Linked DNA regions of Mus musculus: region 2 is linked to region 1. Evidence: chromatin contacts called from public Hi-C data. All regions are on one chromosome and are shown on one strand. Each heading gives the region's core, a stretch centred on a gene start, on an enhancer-like site or on the middle of the called end of the contact. The rest is flanking DNA. Distances are from core to core; before and after follow the strand shown.

The links. Hi-C and Micro-C count contacts between places; a contact is called where the count stands out from the background.
Region 2: a contact with region 1 is called in a Hi-C map of cortical neurons, with 1.6 times the contacts expected there. The contact joins two enhancer-like sites. A contact is called at or near these places in 3 of 39 promoter capture datasets (cranial neural crest, hippocampal neurons and second pharyngeal arch cranial neural crest), 1 of 484 Hi-C or Micro-C datasets (cortical neurons) and 2 of 115 datasets of contacts at active chromatin or transcription factors (embryonic basal ganglia and embryonic limb bud).

Annotation. Positions count from the first base shown.
Region 1 is chr2:170,581,083-170,588,919 of GRCm38.p6, forward strand. The region is part of intron 1 of 4930470P17Rik (RIKEN cDNA 4930470P17 gene); the gene reads right to left. Among named protein-coding and RNA genes, the nearest start is that of Gm14637, 9.0 kb to the left of the region's middle. Within about 2 kb of position 5,184, at least 3 of the 459 cell types and tissues checked have an H3K27ac peak or open chromatin away from gene starts, as enhancers often do. A contact at or near this core is called in cortical neurons, where this site is marked.
Region 2 is chr2:170,827,642-170,835,478 of GRCm38.p6, forward strand. It overlaps Dok5 (docking protein 5), which reads left to right. Exons shown (of 8, transcript NM_029761.4): 3 at 2,199-2,313; 4 at 2,428-2,547; 5 at 5,241-5,430. Among named protein-coding and RNA genes, the nearest start is that of Gm35033, 56 kb to the left of the region's middle. Within about 2 kb of position 3,325, at least 8 of the 459 cell types and tissues checked have an H3K27ac peak or open chromatin away from gene starts, as enhancers often do. A contact at or near this core is called in cortical neurons, where this site is marked.

The sequences.
Region 1 (7,837 bases), core at 3,934-6,433:
TTGCAACCTGAAGAATTCAAAACAGTATCACGGTGAAGCAGATCACTCCTTTCCAGCAACAGACCCTGCTCTGAAGGTCAGCGTTACCTAGACAGAGCTAATCCCTGTGTGTGAACTGCAAACGGTTACATGGGTTTTTCTGAAATATTGACTTTTAGCCTGTGTGTTTTTACAGATGATTAAATAAATAGGTCAAGAGAATGCATTTATTTCAAGTCATACCTGGGAATTAAGACACCAACCAAAGCAAGCCCGACTTTTCAGGACCAATTTATTCTGTAGCTTCTGGTGTTACTGTCTTGAAATATTTCATAAACAACATTCTTTGGTTCTATGTGTGTGCATGTGTGTGTGTACATGTGTGTGTGTGAATGTGTGTGTACACGAACATGTGTGTGTCTGTGTGTGGTATGTAGTGTGTGTGCGTGTGTGTGTGTGTGTGTAGGTTAGAGAACTTGTAATGTGTATGTGTGTGTACATGAACATGTGTGTGTGTGTATGTGTGTGGTATGTAGTGTGTGTGCATGTGTGTATGTACATGTGTGTGTGTGAATGTGTGTGTACATGAACATGTGTGTGTCTGTGTGTGGTATGTAGTGTGTGTGCATGTGTGTGTGTGTGTGTAGGTTAGAGAACTTGTAATGTGTATGTGTGTGTACATGAACATGTGTGTGTGGTATGTAGTGTGTGTGCATGTGTGTAGGTTCAGAGAACTTGTAATGTGTATGTGTGTACATGAACATGTGTGTGTGTGGTATGTAGTGTGTGTGCATGTGTGTGTGTGTGTTAGAGAACTTGTAATGTGTATGTGTGTACATGAACATGTGTGTGTGTGGTATGTAGTGTGTGTGCATGTGTGTAGGTTCAGAGAACTTGTAATGTGTATGTGTGTACATGAACATGTGTGTGTGGTATGTAGTGTGTGTGCATGTGTGTGTGTGTGTTAGAGAACTTGTAATGTGTATGTGTGTACATGAACATGTGTGTGTGGTATGTAGTGTGTGTGCATGTGTGTGTGTGTGTTAGAGAACTTGTAATGTGTATGTGTGTACATGAACATGTGTGTGTGGTATGTAGTGTGTGTGCATTTGTGTAGGTTCAGAGAACTTGTAATGTGTATGTGTGTACATGAACATGTGTGTGTGGTATGTAGTGTGTGTGCATGTGTGTGTGTGTGTGTTAGAGAACTTGTAATGTGTATGTGTGTGTACACGAACATGTGTGTGGTATGTAGTGTGTGTGCATGTGTGTAGGTTCAGAGAACAACTACAGTGCCATTCCTTAGGAGCTGCTCTCCATGGTAATTTTTGCTTGTTTTTTTTTTTTGAGTTAGAGTTTTCCATTGAACCTGGAATTCACCAACTAGGCTATTCTGCCCTGCAGTGTTCCCCAGGGATCTGCCTGTCTTGGCCTCTCAGCGACACACACCACTGGGCCGTCCCACTTTTTTATTTTTATTTGGGTCCTGGGGATTGAACTCAGGCCCTCATGCTTGCAAAGCAAGCACTTTACCTACTGAGCCACCTCTCTCGCTTTGAAATGAAATGGTTAGGACTGAAGTTATTCCATTTGGGAGACTCAACTGTTTTGTCATTATAGATTAGAATTTGGTCCACATACCCTAGGGAACTGTGTGTGTGTGTGTGTGTGTGTGTGTGTGTGTGTGTGTGCTCACACACGTGTGTGTGGGATGATTTAAGATGCTTAACACATGTCTGGTGGTTTGAATAAGGATGGCTCCCATTGCCTCTTAGGTTTGAATGTCACCAGTTAAGCTATTTGGGAAAGGGTTAGGAGGTGGTCTTGTTGGAGAAGGTGTGTCAGTAGGGGTGAGCTTTGAGGTTTCAAAAGCCCACACCAGGCCCAATCACAGGCTTGCTCTCTCTCTCTCTCTCTCTCTCTGCCTCCAACATGAGGATCAGATAGAAGTTTTCAGCTACGGCCCCAGCCCCATGCCTGCCTGAGTGCCACCATGCTTCCTACCATGAAGACAGTGGACTAACTCTGAAAGTGTAAGCAAGTCCCACGCGAATGTTTTCTCTTGAGAGGGTTGCTGTGGTCACGGTGTGTCCTCACAGCAATAGTCCAGCGACTAAGACAATGTCCCTGTGACATTAAAATACCCCAACATCCTGACGGAACAACAAGAAACATTATCTCCTAGGGTTTTTTTTTTTAATTTTATTTTAAAACGTATGTGTATGAATGTTTTGCCAGCACATGTGCAATATGTGTACCATATATGTGTCTGAGCCCACAGAGGTCATGAGAGGACATCAGATCCCTTGGGACTGGAGTTACAGATGGTTGTGAGTCCCCGTGTGAGTGCCTGGGTCCTCTGGAAGGGCAGCGTCCATCCGTCTGTCCGTCCGAGTGCGCTTTAACTGCTGATTTGTCGCCCTAGCCCCCTCTCAGGGAGTCTTGACTCAGGGATTTAGAAGCAGCCAGACTGGTCCTTCTGGCTGAGGTCTCTCCTGAGTTCACTATAGATATCACCCGGGACCCTACTTCCTGATGACTCCGTGACAGAAGCTTCGCTCCTGTGGTGTTGGGTGCTGGGTGCTGGTAGACAGCCTCACTTCCTCAATGTGGGTGAAAGACTTTCTACAGGCTGTTCAGGACACTATGGTTCATGTTTGCCCAGAAAGCATGATTTGAGAGAGAAAGCTACTGGCCACAGTGTCCCTGGCTTCAAAAGCCACACCCTGGCTTAATCTGGTTTTTTTTTTGTTTGTTTTTTTGTTTTTTTGTTTTCCCTCCTGCTGGGGTTCACACCCTGTTTTGGGCTGTCCTAACAATGGGGATTTAAAGGTTTGCCCAGATGCTGATCATATAAAAGTCAGTCCTGAAAGCATGACCGTGGCTTGCTCCTCACCACGCTTCCCAGCCATGCCCAAGGCCCAAGGCACTTGGTTCCCAAGCAGCGCTTGCCCACTGGATAGAAATGAAACCAGCGAGCCAGGCACAGTTCACCATGGCGCCAGCCCTGCCCCAACAGATATTACCTGCTTCCGGCTCTGCTGTAGTCCCTCCGTCTTTGGGCCTGCTGTGGCTGGTGTGTGGGCGATGCCTCAGCTCCATCCCAGGGGAGGTAGAGGCTGAGAATGTGAGTACAGTTGGCACAGAGGTGGTAAAGCCAAGGTAGCTGGGTCTGCAGCTCCCCACTGGATGGCTTTGCCTGAAGCAGCAGGGCCAGTAGCTCAAACCAAGGGCACCCGGGGAGGCAGGGACCTCTCCAAAGACGACTTCTGAGAGCCCGGAAGTGAGCATTATTACAGATTTTCTTGAAGGCTGCCTAGTGACCTGCCTGTGTCTTGTGAAGTCGGTTTGCAGACATCACAGTTTTGATGACCATTAACTTAGTAAGGGATAAACCAAGCAAACAAGGGCAAACACACTGCTTAGTTGTCTCTGACCAAGTTACTTATCCTGAGATTTTTTTTTTTTTTTTTTTTTACTGACTGGGAGTCACCACAGAACCCATGGGCTAATTAGAAGCAAAAGCTTCCTGTCCACAGAGACACGTTGGCTGGGAACTCTAGCATGGGGGATAAAACAAACCACAGCAGAACATTGGTCTAGAACACACTGTCAACTTGCAGTCCATGTGCACTGTCACTGTGCAGTCCATGTGCACTGTCACTGTGCAGTCCGTGTGCACGGTCACTGTGCAGTCCGTGTGCACTGTCAACGTGCAGTCCGTGTGCACTGTCAATGTACAGTCTGTGTGCACTGACAATGTACAGTCTATGTGCACTGTCAGCGTGCAGTCCGTGTGCACTGTCAATGTGCAGTCTGTGTGCACTGTCAATGTGCAGTCCGTGTACACTGTCAATGTACAGTCTGTGTGCACTGTCAATGTACAGTCTGTGTGCACTGTCAATGTGCGGTCTGTGTGCACTGTCAATGTACAGTCCGTGTGCACTGTCAATGTGCGGTCTGTGTGCATTCTCAATGTGAACTCGGTGTTCCAGTTGGTGAGCATCAGGAGAGCGATTTTGTTTTCCAGGGAAGAGGGTAGATTACTGCTGTTCTTAAATTTTTGGTTATGTTGTTTACTACTGAACTATCTTTAAAAAGCATGCTTCCACTTAACATTTGAAACACAGTCTGTGAGGCATTTTCTATGATCTGTTAAACTATCTATGAAAGGAATTTTTGCACATCCTGTACACACAGCTGGTAGGTAGGAACGCTATCAAAATATGTGATTATTCACGTACCGTAAATCTTCCCATTTGCTGCCACAATACATCCTTGAGTTTACCTTGTATTAGAGTAATTAAGCTTTGAAATGGGCTGGAGAGATGGCTCAGCGGTTAAGAGCACTGGCTGTTCTTCTAGATGAATGGTGTTTGGATCCCAGCTCATGGCTACCTGTAACTACCTCCAGGGGGTCTAACACCCTCTTCTGACCTCCACAGACATCCATATGCATTTTTGCATAGATAGAAACACTCAGGGATCACATATACATACAATAAAATAAGGCTGTAAAATACAATTCAATATTCATACAATAAAACAAAGCTTTGCTTCACACTAATTGTGATTTTGAATCAATCAGCCCAAGTTTCCTCTCATTTGATGTTCACATCCATTCTTTTGAGCATTCTACAAATAGGTGCTAATATTTCCGTGGCTCACACCACTCTTGGGATACAGGAATAAGAAGAGGAGACAGGTTCCTCTCCTGAATGCCTCTTATATTTTCCTAAGGAGTTCAGATAGACTTAAATGCTCAATCTGATGAGAAGAGACTGGTGTGGTCACAGGAGTGTATTTTCAGGCCAGAACTTAGGTCATGGGCCAAGGAAGTCAGGAGGCAAGGGGGCAGAAAGGAGAATGCTAATGAAGCACATTGATTGTCTGCTCACAGATAGACAGTAACAGTTGTAGTTATTCTAAACAATTGGGTGAACTGTTTTAATATTGAGGGGGTATGGTCACAGATATTTAAGCTAAAACTTGACAGCTTTCCTGTACGCCTTTTGTTGCTTAGGAGTAGATAAATCAATAAAATATTTTAAGCCCAGAAAGATCACATTTTGGAATAAGATTCTGTGATGCATATGTCAGAAAAACAGCTCCACGGGAAACGGCAGAGCATTCAGGATGTCTAGCTGATGACACGCATCTCTTTCGCGGGTGCTTGGAGTGGGTAAGAGTAGGTGTCAAGTGGATATTTATATTCCTTCTGAATGCGTAGGCTGCGAAGATGGCTCAGTGGATAAAGTGCTTGTTGTATAAAGGCGAGGGCCAGGGTTTTCTTCCTCGGAAATCACTCAAATGTCAAGTGGGCATGGAACACGACAGTAATTCCATCCTTCGGGGTGAAGGCAGAGTCAGAGCTGGCTGGATAGCTAGGCTAGCTATATCCACGAGCTCAGAGTTCCACTGAGGGTCCTCGGCTAGGCTAGCTATATCCATGAGCTCAGGGCTCCGTTGAGAGCCCCTGGGTCAATGAATAAGGTAATGAGCACTTGAAGACTCTTGGTGTAAGCTCAGCCGTTTACACAGGCACACTTGCATACTTACTCCCACATACATACAAGTGCAGAAAATATTAAGAGTGAACTAACTTTTTAAAAAAAATTCTCAAATATATTACATCAGGCTGATCATTTCCCCTCCCTCCTCTCCTCCCAGTCCGTCCACACCCCCTGCTCCGCCTCCAACACCCCTTCTCACCCTGATCCACTCTTCTTTCCTTCCCTTCAGGAAAGGGCAGACTGCTCTGGGATGTCAACCAAACATGGCATATCAAATTACAGTGAGACCAGGCACATCCCCATGAGGCTACCCAGCTAGAGGGAAAATGTCCCCAAAGCAGGCTAAAGAGTCAGGGACAGAGACTGAAGTAACTTTTTACACGTCAGTAACCTCTCTCTTCCATAGATGACATCCTTGATGACATCCTTTTCAACGCTTGATAAGAAGAGGTAGGTGTCAACAGAGTATGTCACAGGCTTTAGAGACCGTTCCCATCTTGTTGTCACAGAGGGGCACACTAGGGAGCACAGAGCAGTTGAAGGCCTTGCAGCATTATATACCCAAGCCAGGATTTTTTTTTTCATTCCCTACGTATGTAAAGGCGCATTGACAATGTGCAGCTTCAGCGAATGCTCATCTCTGTCTGCAGAGGGGGAAATCACAGCACTTAAGTTGCTCAGTTGTGAGAATGGCAACCAGTGATACCACAAACTGTTAAACTGACCATGAGCCCTGGAATATTTTCATTTGTAGACCAGGTTGCCCCCACACTGGCTATTAATTCCTGGGGCTGAACAGCTCTCCTTAGGGAGGGAGAAAAGGAGGGAGGGAGGGAGGGGGGAGGGGGAGGGGGAGGGGGAGGACATACTCTAAAATTCCAAAGGAGATAGAAACAGAGCCCCCAGCCCACCCGGTTCCACCCTCACTCGTGTTAAAAGGGACATGCAAGAAGCATCCTTTGGACATTTTCACAAGCAACCAAAGAACATACCTAGGAAACGTATGACATCAATTAGCATACATATTAACTGTCAATTTTCTTCTCGAAAAACTAATTTAGAGCTGCCTCCCCAGCTTCTTTTCAAAAATCTAATTTGGAATTGTCCAGCTCCCTCGTCCGATCGCAGACACTTCTTCCTAATTGCACTGCACAGGCAGAGAGTGATTCTCCTTTACTGCCTAATGGTTGGATAATTAAACACAAGGAGCAGCCATCTCCTGTGTGCACTTGTTGGGAGTTTTTTTTTTAATATTTTCACTGATTTTTAATTAAAATTAAAGCTACATATTAAATTATTATTGAGGGTGTGCCATTAAGTCCCCAGGAGCAGAGGACAGAATACACAGAAGAACCGGAATGAATAGGAACAGGTAAAAGATATGCCGTCAAAGCTGCCAGTGAAGTTTTAAATTCGAGAAAGCGGCTTAATGGTTTATTGATAAAGCAGTTTGTCTGTCTGTGCCTTTTGCTAGTTCATTCAATGGCTCTGCACTTAGAGGTGAGATGTAAGGCCCTGGCTTCTGAGTGACACCAGTATAAGTTACTCGACTGTTTATCTTCCTTCCAAATGCTAGGGCAGCACTGAGTCTGGAGGGGCAGTGACTGTCTTGATGGCATCTTAATAAACTCCATGCAAGAGGCTGGAGGTTGTATTCACACAGGGCGTGTCCACTGGACCATATTCTCCCGAGGTTGGAAAATGTCCTCCTGAAATCTAGAATGCTCCATAAGTCACATCCATCAGGCTATAAACACCCAGGTCACCACAGAACTATGGCCGGAACTGTGTTTATTAATAATAAAGTACAGATTACTTGCCTGTCCATAAAACGAGGCCCCCATAGTCCAGTAGTTACAAGCCCAGGATGCAATCTACCCAATGACAATTCCTATGACGGAAAGTTGTATAACTCCACAATGCACTAAATATATGGGAGATTCAGGCCTGATCTACGGTCCGCTGAGACCCTCTGATTACTCATTCTGTCAGCATTGCTCATGAGTTACGTGTCTGTGCATTCCTCGTGAATATAAATCCCAGTCTCTGTGGTGTCATTGTGTGTAGTTAGATCATTTGTGTGATGACATTTCCCATGTGCCAAGGGGGAGAGGGAGACACTTTATGGTGCTTAAAAAAACACGTACAGTTTCCTGGCACCAGGAAGATGATCAAGAGCCCAGAAAATCACAACTTGTTTTCCAACTCCTGCTTGTGGAGAATATGTCAACCTCTACCTCAGCACACTGTGGCGATATTTTCTGGCCCTGACCTCACCTTCTGCATTGTTCTTGTTAAATTAAGAATCAGAAGCTAGACAAGCGTTCCCTGTCAAGATCATTTTC
Region 2 (7,837 bases), core at 2,075-4,574, 240 kb after region 1:
TGCCAGCTAACAAGTCTACCCGGGTGCTGGAGAGATAGGGATTAGAACAACAGAAACTCAGCTAGAGCTTCAAGTCCCACACATGGCAGCTTAGGGACGGGAATAATGATCTCACACAGAAGTCAGGGAAGTCTTCCCAGGGGAAGTGGGCTTCCACGATACGTCTCTGGGTGAGTCTAGTCTTTTGCTCATAGAGTCCATGTGTTGAGTGACTTCTAACCAGAGGGCAAGGTTGGTGGCATAAAACCCTCATTAGGGGCAGTGAAGAAGTTGCAGACAAACAGACAGATAGACACACAGACAGTGTGGGATCAGGCAGGGTTCTGGCTACTTCTTGTGTCTATTAGGTACAACATAGCAGGAGGAACTGGCTGGTCTGGAGGTCTCTGTCAGGGAGCAGTCTCAGGATCTAAACATGTGGGAGGAGGATGCTGCAGTTGCTATTCTTTGCACATACTGGTGTGCAAACACTCACACTGGGACCTCAGAGAACTGAGAGAACCCACTTGAGCCTGGACCATATGGGGAGCTGATGCAGGTCCCATGAGTCTGAGGTCTTGGAATTGTGGACATGATGGTGCCCATGTCAAACATGTGCATTTACCAAGCAGTTCACTCACTCAGAGCGTCCTCTGTTCCCTGCAGACACACTGTGTGCTAGACCTGGAAAACAGTGATGGACAGAAATACAGTACCTGCCAGGAGCAACTGACTCTTCCTTAGGCAAGATAAGAACCAAGTCAGTCACGCCCTTAGCCACTGGAGGCTCAGGAAGGAAGCCATGGAAATAGGGCTTAGGAAGGTTTGAATATTGTGGTGGAGTTTCCAATAGGGAATCAGTGGGTAGCTGAGGTCTAAATGAAGATTTTAGGGTGATTGGAGTTCAGTAGAGGAGAGGATGGAAGGCTCTAAGCCTGGGAAGCCACATGGCTTATTCTTGCACAGAGTAGAGTCCAGTTTGGCTAGGCTTTCTAAAGCTTGAGGACATGGTGGACGACACACACTGGAGAGTTAGCTTTGAAGGACACAGAGGGTCACCACGGTCATTTGGACACAAGGATCTGGAGATCTTGGAGGTGTTAAGTTTTGTGCAAGTCTCTGGAGGTTGTAAAGAAGAGGTGCAGTTTGCACAGTGGATCCCCGGGGCTTAACATGGAAGTAGGGAAACAAGAAAATAATTATACAAAGCTGAAGGCAGCTTAGGCTGGGTTCTGGCACAAAAATAAACACACACCGCCAACCAGCCAACCAGCCATTGTGTGTAGTGAGTGCTGAAGGGTCTGTTGCAGACGGAGGGTAAGTCCTGTCCTGCAGAGTCCCTGGAAATGCTGGAGTGGGAAAAGCCTCGGAGGGGCACCGTGTGGCCTTTCATGCAGATGAATTTGCATTTATACTATAGGAAGGGCCACTGGAGGTTAGAAGGCTGGAAAATGAAATGATCAGATTAATGTGTCCACCGAGGGTATTTATTTCTCTTCCCGGGGATTTCCTAAGCCAGGCACTTATTGAATTTAGGGTAATAGATGGAAGAGGTGGTCCAGCATCGCCACAAGCCAAGATTGATGGGAGGCATATTCCTTTGTATAAGAGTTAAGGGGGTGTTAAGGGGAGTTTAAGCTTGCCACTGTGACAGGCTTATTTATCTTGTAAATAAATACTTACCAGGAAGCCACATGAGCCTTCCTCCTGGCAGGCCCCTCCTGTGTGACAGGATGTCACCCCAGCGGAACTTCCATGTGGAGGCACCATGAGTTAGCATGCTCGGGGAGGGGAGGGATTTGTGCAAGTGCCAGTAGCTAGGATTGTGGGGAAGTTGGGGAGGGGCATAGAGTGTCTAGCGGGACACCTTCGATGTGAACAGGGTGGCCCTGTGCGGTGTTCTCATATTCTAAAACTGAGACCCACAGGCACCAACGAGCTCAAAGTCAGAGATGAGGGTTTCTGAGGTGTGATGTATGAATTGACCACTGATCACAGGGGTGAGTGTGAGATCTGACCTCTCACCTCTGATGGGATAATTTAGTGATGGACTGGACCACCTACCTTTGCTTCCATCCTCCCAAGCCATGATTAGTCTTCATAGCTGCAGATCTGTTCTGTAATGCTGGGCTCACAGGTGATTGCGCTCATGTGGGTGGGAAGTGTTCACGGAGGGCACGTGACCAGACTTTCAACTCGTTATTTATTTTTTTTTTCAGGTTACAGAACTCAACAATGTGAAAAATGTAGCCCGATTGCCAAAGAGCACCAAGAAACATGCTATAGGGATTTATTTCAATGATGACACCTCGAAGACCTTTGCCTGTGAATCAGGTTTGTTTGAGGCCAGTGGGGTTGGGGTCTTTGGCTTTTATCATTGAGTACCGGGCATAGAGGATAATAGATCTTTGTGGGGTCTTTGTTTTTTTGTTCTCGCCATTTCCACAGATCTTGAGGCAGACGAATGGTGCAAAGTTCTCCAGATGGAGTGTGTGGGGACCAGAATCAATGACATCAGCCTCGGAGAGCCTGATTTATTGGCTACCGGGGTGGAACGCGAGCAGAGCGGTATGTATGCCAAGTTTGCGCCGCCCATCTCTCTCCTAAACTGTTTTGCTCCCGTATGATGACACACAAGGCGTCCTCATCCTATACATTCTGAGTTATAAATATGTATGAAGAAGTTATAATAGCAGTCTATGTAAATGACGCAGTGAATGCTTTCCTCAAACGTTCTGTAATCTATAGTAGAAAAAAATCAACATTAATGGTTTCAGTCAGAAATGTTGAGGATCACAAGGTGTGCCAACGGAATGGAAGATGCTTATGAATATCCAACTGTTACATTTGCACAGAAGTCCCACCCTAGAGATGGTAGGACTCCCCCTCATTTTGTAGATGAGGTAAACACCTTGTTCCAAACGTACTATGGGCATTTGAAACTAGACTATGATCGTAGGCCTCTATTTACTACGATCAGACTTCAAAGTGTGATAATTTTCACCTTGCTGTTTCACTTAAAGTATGTTTGAACACTGTCCAATGTTCTTAATAGAATTTAACCCCAACCCTGAATATTTCATCAAGTTTAAACCCACTTAAAAACGGTGATTTAAAAGTAAAATTCAACCCCTGAGCCAACTCAGCTCAACACAGCATCGAGGAATAAATCTTTTAAAATAATCATGACCAAAATATTCATGAACACTTTAGCAAAAATCAATGTTCATTCATAGTCTGAGCCTAGAATAATTGCTTCATCTCCAAATAGCTCAGCCTAGTGGCTGGGGGATTGGATGCCACGGGTCTGCTTCAAAGCCTGCCTTGATCTACGAGCTCTTGTCAGAGTGGCGGGGGCTCTGGGTCACCTGGATGGATGGCAGACATGACTCAGGTGGAATTGCATTGGTGGTCTCCATGCCCACTCCAGTTGTTAGTTAAAACTGTGCTCCCTCCCTCCCAAGCAGTGCTGTGTCCTCATGACACATTTACAGTCTTTGCCCACCCTGAATGTACTGTCCCTACCACAATCTGTGGCCGCACAGCTGTTGTTCATCAAGACCTGGAAGTGTTAGCTTGAGCAGAGTTGCCTCTTGCCAGATTGGGAACTAGGGCCACAGAGAGGGGAAGTCACTTCCCATGGCAATTCACCTCTCCCCCCCCCCCCCCCCAGACCTTACTTCTGTGGTTCAGTCAGTCAGTGTAATGTTGGACAAAGGGGAGCTAGCCAGGGTGCTGGGGACACAGTCCTGGGCTTTGTTAGCATGGTAGGGCTCAATTGTTATGTTCTCTAGAATGGCCAGGTCAGCACATAGCTTTCAGACATTTCTGCCTGCGGCATAGTAGAAATGCACAGTGCTAAAATTCAAATTAAAAACCATGCCTAAGGTTTCCTTTTATGCTGCCATTTTGGTAGGCTTGGGGTTACTCTCATTATGGGTTCTTACAGAACTCCAGTATTTCTTTGAAAGTATTTTATATAGTCTTATTTTGTAGGGGTTCAAATAAGTACAATTAAAATGGTTTCTCACCAAAAGCATGCTGGGCAAGCACTCTCCCACTGATCTCTCTCCCGCAAACCCCACTAATTTATCTTATAGCAAATCAATTTGCCTCTAAGAGAATCCATTAACAATGACCCCCCCCCCTTTACCTATGACATACTGAAGACAATTTTAAAGTCATGGGCCCAGAACTCTCAGGGGACATAATGTGTTTCATGATAGTTTCTAGAAATCCCTCAACGTTTGGCTATTGATAGTTTAAAATAAATTTATAAGCTTAAATAGCAGGTGACTAAGCCCATTCATGAACACAATCTTGATATTGCTATTTACCAACTTCAGATAAAATAGATAGATTTGGATGATCCCTCCTATTATAGAATAGCTAATTTTGAACATTCCTAATATAAAACTGTTAGCATCACACTATCCTGTCAGCCATCTGGGATCTGCTCTAGGATGGATGGATAGAATTGTGCTTGCAGGTGCTGTAGCATTTTTGTTCACGTTTCATTTAGAGGTTTTTGACTCTGTAACTTTTTATGTTACTGACTTTTCTAAATAGCAGTAATAAAAGCAGTGTAACTGCCTGCAGGTGAGCTCTTGTTTACAGCCACCAGCTAAGTTAGTTATCACAGTCTCGGTGACATTTTCAACAGTCACCCAGGAGGCAGAGGGCTATCTTTTTTTGCAGCGTTGACTAAGGAAAGTTCTTTGTTCAAACTCGAAGAATATCCCTTTGACATCGTCACAATTGCACGCTGTTACTGTGGAGCGTGGTTTAAATAATTTTACTGAGCCGATGGTAGAACTGTAAGCTGACCAGTGTTACTTTAGGACCACAAATCACAGATACAGCCTTCTACACTGTATCTTTTGTGAATATGAAAGTGTAGGTGTAATTAATGTGTGCTCTGCAGGGGAAAAATTGCTTTTAGCGGTTTCATGGCTCTGATCTTTTATTGGCGTACATTTTTTTTTCCCACGATGCAAATTGAAAAGGTCTACAGATGATCTTTGTTCGTGTAAATAGTGCTTAGTGTGGGTTGACACCCAGAGTGTATCATTATGCTGTGTAACAGCACCTGCATTTAAAAACTCATTTTTTTCTGCGACAGTTCATTTATAACGTTTATCTTCCTGAACACTCCACCAACCCCTAGCATGTACATATTTGTTAATGCTTTTTGTGTTCCTGCGATGTCTTTGCTCTTTCATTTCTGGGGATTTTAGACTAACGTTTTGTTTTTCTCCCAGAGAGGTTCAATGTGTATTTGATGCCATCTCCTAACTTAGATGTACATGGCGAATGTGCCTTGCAGATTACATATGAGTACATCTGTCTTTGGGACGTCCAGAATCCCAGAGTTAAACTCATCTCTTGGCCGCTAAGTGCCCTGCGGCGTTATGGACGAGACACCACGTGGTTCACTTTTGAGGCAGGGAGGTGAGTTTGTGGCTTTTGTTACATCCTTTCCCGGTGTTTGCTTACCTCCTCCAGGTTCAGATCATGGCAAATGGGCCAGAAGAATACTTTGGGAAGTTCATAAACCGATGTTTTATGGCAAGATTATAGTACAATGTTCAGGCACCCCGACATCCCTTCATTCCTAGGGAGGGTTCTAACTCTTCAAAGATATGACACAAATTTCATTACTCCATTTGATGGCATCCCACAAACTGAGGCTGAGCTGGTAAACTGTACCACGCACGGACTGGGATAAGCTAACTAGAGGCCAGCTTCCTGCTGTTTGCACATCTCCTGGTTGTAATACAATAGTTCTCTATGGGAACTAACAGGATAGATCATACACACCACTGACATTTCTGAGGTTGCAGCTAACTAAGGTCCATCTTAGCTACTCTGGTAGAAAGGCTGAAATGCTGGAGTGCTTCTTTCTAAATCTCAGTTGTTGGGAGTCCAAGAGCCCTAAGAGATTATTCCCCTTAGAGGCAAACACAGGAGTGAAGAGAAGACAACTTCAATCCAGTGAATCAAGGCCTACAAAGAGATCCTGCAGGTCTGTGATTCATTTTACCTCCCCACCCCCACTCTTCCTCCCCAAGAGTTTAGTTTCCTTGTAAAGGCACCTAACACAGCCACCTCTTGTGTTTTGAACTTTCAAGAGACTCGAGTTTTAAGAAGCAGGAGTCCATCCAATATTCAACACTCTAGCATGGAATAGGGAGGGTTTCACAAACCTGAACCCCAACTGAGGAATTGTGGATACTCCATGGCTTTGGGGGAGGTAGAGTCAGTTTTCACTAAGGGTGTGGCTTCTGGTAGGTGGACCCTATGCCAGAGGACGGCCTTACACCCATGAGCATATAAACAGCACAAACTGGATGATGGGTTATTTAAAAAACCAAACACCGAACGGACAATGCTGGAGACACAAAGTTGGGTGCTGGTTGGGAGACAGGGCACTGGGCATGAATCTGGGAGGAGATGGGGAGGACTAAGAGTTAAGAGCATCAAAATATGTCGGATGGAATTCTCAAAGAATGAATGAAAATATTATACTAGAAATGAAACATAAGCCCCGGATGTGTGTTAAAATTACTCTGAAGTAACAACTTTAAGCATTTTTGAGGTAGTTGGCTAAAGTTGATAGTTCCTCTCCCAGAAATGATATGGATTTAAAGAGCAAAAGTGAGTTCTGATCACTGCCTGGTCCTCCAGCTCATGTGAACAAGTGGCAGTAGTGCTCCGTCCAGGTCAAGCTAGTTCACCTCATTTTAAGTTTACAGCCGGAATCTATAAAATTTACTTTTTGGAACTATGATTAATTTAATGTTTCCTCAACATTTTAAAAATTAAAAACAGTTGTTCTCTTCCATAAGCAGTTCCTCTTTGTCTGCTTTCTTTCCTTCTGGTTTTGTCGTTAGTTTCCTTGTTTTCAATTGTTTTGAACCGGTATGTCATGTACCCTCAAGCTGGAGCTTTTGCCTTCTGCTCCCAAGTGCCAGGATGGCAGATGTGCACCACACTCACGAGTTGTTTTACCTTCAAGGACATAGACATGAGTTGGAAGTCTCCTGCGCAACAAGGGCCATGGCATTAGAAGATAAACCTTCCAGTTGGGACTGGCACTTCTTTCTCTCAAAGACCAGTCTACTGTTTATCAGGGGAGTTCCGATGGGCAACTAAAGACGTGCTTGGGTGGACTGGCTGCTTCCTTTCTTGTCTCCTTACATTCTGTTAGGACTTCTGGAGCAGGGTGGGGGCTTTCACAATGCAGGAAGGGCCGAACACCAGGTGATAAACATCCTGAGATCACTGGAACCCAAATGGAGATGGAGCTGTGTTACTTCATCACAAACTGAAATAATAAGGCCATTTGTGTCTCCCCCAAGTGTAGGAACACTTTCCTGTCTGCCTTATTTTATTAGTGAAGATAGTTTCGTCCTTGGTTATATTTGGGTATCTACATCACAATGCAGTTTCTCATAACTGATACTATGTCCCACCCCCTCACTTTCAGAAGCAAGCAGAGCTGAGGCTCCCACTGGGGCACACAGCTTTCACACTGCAAACTGGAGGTGTGAACTACAGTTCCATTTCTTCTGTGTCTAGGAACGGTGGGAGTTACGAGTCTATGGCCGTCTGTACACGGGGACAGCATAACACTCATCTCATAACAGTGCTATTAAGATAAAATAGAGGCAGGGGAACAAACTCCCCCCGGGCAGAAGCCCAGAAAGTAGGAGGCAGCTGGATTAACCCAAAGTGACAAAGCAAGACATCCATTGTCTGTCATGACTTAGGGTGTAGGAGTAGAGATGGCTTCAGGCACGGCTTGATTTGGTGCTCGTTTGACAGGACTCAGTTTCATTGGGGAGCTGTGCTTCTT